Linked DNA regions of Sus scrofa: region 1 is linked to region 2. A link is a contact called in public Hi-C data. All regions are on one chromosome and are shown on one strand. Each heading gives the region's core, a stretch centred on a gene start, on an enhancer-like site or on the middle of the called end of the contact. The rest is flanking DNA. Distances are from core to core; before and after follow the strand shown. Region 1 holds the start of SHPK (sedoheptulokinase). Region 2 holds the start of ASPA (aspartoacylase).

Region 1 (2,700 bases), core at 40-2,539, 120 kb before region 2:
TGCCCCTTGGAGACAGACTTCACAGGTTTGAACCTGAGCTCCCCGTTTATTAGCTGTGTGGCTCTGGGTGCTACTTAACCTCCTCAAGCTTCAATTTCCTAAAGTGAAAACATGGGCAGTGGGAACTAAGTCATAGGGCTTATATGAGATGAAACATTAAGCACGGTTTGTGGCCTTTTAATCAGAAGTATTAAAACTTCAAGGGGGTGGGTGTTGGTAAGGAAAAAAAGTTGAGAAACAATAAAGTAAATACAGCTGGTGCCCAGGGCGCCTAGCAAGCTCTCACAAAGCCCGGGCTGTTGTTTTCTTCAATGTTGTTGAAAAAGGCTGGGCCCAGTCGTCCTCCCTTTCTCTATCCTGAAAGCCCCGGAGGGCGGGGCCGGATCTCATCCTGCCCACTCCCCTGGGGCCAGGCTGGCACTTGAGCACCCTAAAAGGAGTTCGAAGTGGTCTTTTCAGCGTCTCACATCCGCAGAGCAATCTGCAAACTCCCAGACCCAGATTCAGGAGGCAACTAAGCAAAAGGCGGGGAAAGGGGCGCTAACCTGCACTGTAGAGCCTCCCAAAGCACCTCGGCAGCCTAGTGTCCCTGCCTCCACTCGCTACCACCCGAGCCCTTCAATCTGGGGGCTCTCCGCGAGGCCGGGGCTGGCGGCAAGAGACAGAACCCGGCGCAGCTAAGAGAGGCTGGAAGCGCGGCAGGCTGTCCAACTGGCTTGCTGTGCGAGTCTCTGGACCTCAGGGGGTGCGCCTGAGAAATGAGGGGGAGAGGCTTTCGGGGCCGCGCAGGCTCTCACCTGAGGTCCTCTAGCTTCAGAGGACCGGTTGCACTGGACGCAGGAGCGGCTCTCGACGGTACCCGCCTCTCTCCGCCGGCTTGACTTAACTGTGGGGCGGGCCAGAAGTCACCTGACCCGAGCCACCTGATTCACGGAGGCCAGATCTCGGCGCGATGCACCCTGGGAGCTGTAGTTTTTCCGCGTCTCAGAGGGACAATTAGGGGTTGGAGCGAAGCGGAGGGGCGCAGGCAACTCGGCAGGGATGGGGACTCGGGTATGTGAGAGGGTTTAGTCAGCAATAGGGCCACAGAGGCTCTCTCATCCCCCAGCGCCTCTCGGTATCCCGAAGAACTTTGTTGAGCGAGGACAAAGCTTCACTCCAATTCGCAAATCTTGCTCTGCGGGGCGGGGCCCCTAGGTCCCGCCCTCCACCACGGCTCCGCCTATAGCAGGGGACGGTCACGCGGGGCGCGCGACTCAACCTTCCTCAACCAATGGGGAGACGAATTCGCCCGTGTCCAGCGTGTCTGGAAAGAGTGGCAGGCGAGGCTCCGCCTTGGCTCCCTGGTCCTGGGCGAAGTGTGCGGGAGAGGGCGCCTCGGCCCCAGACGCAAGCGCTGCCATGGCTGCTCGATCTGTCACTCTGGGCATCGACTTGGGCACCACATCTGTGAAGGCGGCCTTGGTGGAAGCCTCACCGGGTGACCCTTCCGGGTTCGTGGTACTGGCGAGCTGTGCACGAGCTGCGCAGGCCGAGACGGCGGCCCAGAGCGCGGCGGCCGGGTCCCAGGTGAGGCAGCGTCCTGGAGTCGCGCCGCCTCCAGGAGCCTCCACTCTTCCTCCTCAAACAAGTCTCCCTGACAGCTCCAGCCTGCCTGATCTCTGCCTGCCTGCTGCAACTCCCTCCATTAGGTTTCCTCTCAGGAAATTTCCCACCTCCTGGCACCGATCTTCCCGACTCTCCGGCCTTCTCGAGGAGCCTTGCCCTTGGCTCTCTATGTATATCCCCTTGCTCTCTGCACTCTTACCTTGTGTACCTTGACCTGCAGGTAGTTGCTCTCTTATACATGGAGAGATCTCAGGTCTCCTTATTTTTGTGGCTCTCTGCCCCGCACATTTGCCAGTGTCCTCGATTCTCTAGGGCAAGGTCTGCTTTTTCCTTGAGAAATCAGATGTAGAATCAGATGTAGCCTGCCCCTTTCTCAACCAGATGTAACCTGCCCCAGTCCCAGAAGAGGTCTGTGAGTGGAGGGACTCAAACACTTGGACAGCAAAAGTGCCCCAGCCCCAAAGGCTGATACACCTTTGGAGGAAAGACATCAGGACAGATAGAAAGACATTGAGAGAGATCTTGATTAAAATATTAGAAAAAGTCAGAGTTCCCATTGTGTCTCAGCGGTAACGAGTCCTACTAGTATCCATAGAATGTGGGTTTAATCCCTGGCCTGGCTCAGTGGGTTAAGGATCCGGTGTTGCTGTGAGCTGTGGTGTAGGCCAGGAGCTGCTGCTTGAACTCCAGCCCTAGGCTGGTAACTTCCATGTGCCAAGGGTTCAGCCCTAAAAAAAAAAAAACAAGAAAAGAAAAGAAAAAACAATTAGAAAAAGTTCAAATTGTTAAAGCTACAAGATAGAAACAAAATCTCACCTCCGTGTGTTCAGCTGAGGCATATGGGTTCCGAAAGGATGTCAATCCCCAAAGCTGGGTTCCATTAACTCCCAGAGAAACGTAGCTTATGTTCAGATCATTGACACTAGAAATTAACATCAAGGAACTTTGTGTGTAACCTCACGAATTTTTTTTTTCCTCCTGGATCTCAGCTTGTTCTCAGAGTTGAAATAAGTGACCTTTATGGTCCCTTCCAGCCACAAATCTCAATTTTCTGAGCCAAGCTTCACTCCTAAGAGCTTTGTTGTTCATAAG
Region 2 (2,700 bases), core at 46-2,545:
TAAGTGCCTCAGAAAACGTCTATTCCATAAAGTGAGACAAATTTGTATGAATGTGGTAACCATCTTTTGATCTGTGATGGGATTAAATTGAAGCAACTCTCTAAACTCAAATTAGGATTTAACAGAAAATGAGTACATAAAGCAGTACTATGGTAGTTGTTTCTGTACATGACTGATATCTTAGCTTGCAGTCTGTTAGCTCATTGAGATTAAAAACCATTTTGTACATAGCTTTGTATATCCATGATACCTGGCACAGCGCCCTGTGAAGAGTGGGTGTTTAATAATATTTTTATGTAAATGAAAGAAAAAAGTGGTAAAAAGCTCATAGGCATATATATTTTTGGTAGTGGCTATAATGATGTATACAAAGGCAAAAATAATTAATAAGGACAAACCTAGAGTGTTATGTACATTGTATGCAATGTGTCATCAACTATAATTTAAATTCAGGTCTCAGTGATCCCCACTGAAGGTAGGACATCTACTCCTCAGATCACAGAGTGGACTAATGTTTTCTGAGGGTATTTATTCACTCTTTCATGCAACAAATATTAGTCGAAACATTACACATTTCTTAACTAGAACTTTAGGCATCATCATAAACATAGTTGCAGAAAAAGGAGCATTGTGCCACCTAGAAAGCTAACAAATATGTACCTAAGCATAATGGCCAAATATTAATGGAATGCAAAAGACTATTAAATCTGCTTCTTTACAGATACGATTTAAAAAATAAAAGCTTCTGTAATCTGTTGTTTCAGTCTGCATAGAATACATTTAAAAAGAAAAATCAGTTAAAAACCATCTGATGTTTTAAAAAGTTTCTAAAAGAGCACATGAATGCTCAGTTTAGATAACTGAGTAATTCATAATGGAGTATGATTAAAAGTGAAAGTGCTCTTATTCACAAGAGCAACTGTATGTATGGATATGAATATCATATGCATATACACATACACATGCTCTCACACATACTACTTTTCAGACAGACAGACAGACACACACACACACCCCTGTGCATGCACACACATACAACACAAATAAGAACAGTCTTACCCAAGATTTTCAGGGTCAAAAACTCGATTCAGGTCACAGTCAATATATCTGGTGCACTTCTCCACTGCTCTTGGGTTGGTTATAAATGGTTTTACCTCCAGCCCTGTTCTCTGAATCTCAGTGTTGTTCTCCAGCCAGTGCTTAACTAGAAATACTCCTGTGAGCTCATTCCCATGAGTTCCTCCAAATATAGCAACCTTTTTTATGGGATCTTCAGCAACTTGACAAGAAGTCATTTTATCAGGTAGTTTTATCTGATTTCTGCAATTCAGAAGGGAGGAGATCAAAGAAAACTTAATTTCTTAAGCAAACTTCAGAAATTTAAATCTAAATGAGACTTTAACCAAAGTGCAAAGTACAGAGTTCTCTTGAGTGGAGTATATTTTAATTTTCTGTTAGTTCTGAGCCTTGTTTATTATAAGGACACTCCCTTCTTTAGCCCTGCCCTTTACCATATTTGGATTAAAATATGCAGAGATCAACTAGAGATACAGCTGTTTACTTTAACTTCTAACTCCCTCAAATGGTCGTTAGACCTAAATGCAATAAAAATTAGCATCTCACACTAATGCAAAACTTCTGTTTTCTCTTCAGCTAGAATGTCATCTAATGGTGCATTCACTACTGTTTTAGTAATAAAAATAGATTATATTTTTCTTATCCTCAAAAATATAAAAGAGAAGTGGCCCACGATGTGCGTGTTATTATTCAGTATTTCTGTTTCCACTTTAAACCACTTCCTCTGAATTGAGTTCAGCAGCTCCCCCCAGCCCCGCTTAAATCATCAGAGGCCACGTGAATTTCATCTCTACATACAGCCAAAGGCAGAACTCAGAGGGCTCCTCTGGAACCAGCCTCCTTTCTTTGCAAATGCTTTTTTTTTTTTTTTTTTTCTTTTTAGGGCTGCATCCGCAGCATATGGAAGTTCCCAGGCTAGGGGCTGAATCAGAGCTGCAGCTGCCAGCCTATGCCACAGCCATAGCAACGTGGAATCTTTAACTCACTGAGTGAGGCCAGGGATCGAACCTCTATCCTCATGGATACTAGTCGGGTTCATTATCCTCTGAGACACGATGAGAGCTCCCCAGAATGCTTTCTCATGGTCAGAGACACAAGAACCAAATCATGATCACTGTAAAAAGCTACTTTGAAACATGCTTTCTTTCTCATGAAGTTATTGGTGATTCTGTGTTGACTTCCTTAGGGATCTTCCTCACTCTTTGCCTGAAAAGGAAAGGAAAAACAACTGTTAGTAATTTTCAAGTTTTTGAGATGCCTGAAAATGTCCTGGGGCATGCTATATATACTATGATATGCTAGATTATATGAGTTTGTGTGGACACAGCCCAATTTACTGGGAGCAGGGACTCTCTTTCCACTGGAATGTGTTGCTCAAGAGGGGGTCGTTTTAGGGGAAATCATCTAGAATACTGTATGTACTAAGATGATTACGTCCCTTTGGAGAAATGACTCTGAGCCAAATCTGATTTGATTTCATGCTCAACCATCCAGAAAGTCAAATACGTTCAAGTATGAAAAACACTATGTGCTAGTAATGGGAGACTGTTTGAAAAGGGTACAACCAGAGTAAATCATTACAACTGCAGAGTAGTTTATTTTATAATGTTTGCCCACATATGT

What was found. A called contact is a pair of places that touch in the nucleus more often than the background predicts.
Region 1: a Hi-C map of liver shows a contact between it and region 2, with 4 times the contacts expected there. The contact joins the promoter of SHPK here to the promoter of ASPA in region 2. A contact is called at or near these places in 1 of 5 promoter capture datasets (liver), 17 of 47 Hi-C or Micro-C datasets (alveolar macrophages, blood, embryonic fibroblasts and 9 more) and 1 of 2 datasets of contacts at active chromatin or transcription factors (skeletal muscle).

Annotation. Positions count from the first base shown.
Region 1 is chr12:49,730,908-49,733,607 of Sscrofa11.1, reverse strand. SHPK (sedoheptulokinase) reads left to right here and starts at 1,289. Exons shown (of 7, transcript XM_005669118.3): 1 at 1,289-1,569. The coding sequence starts at 1,402. CTNS (cystinosin) reads right to left here. Exons shown (of 12, transcript XM_021067682.1): 1 at 2,425-2,700; 2 at 798-1,938.
Region 2 is chr12:49,611,440-49,614,139 of Sscrofa11.1, reverse strand. It overlaps ASPA (aspartoacylase), which reads right to left and starts at 1,295. Exons shown (of 6, transcript NM_001123077.1): 1 at 1,060-1,295. The coding sequence starts at 1,295.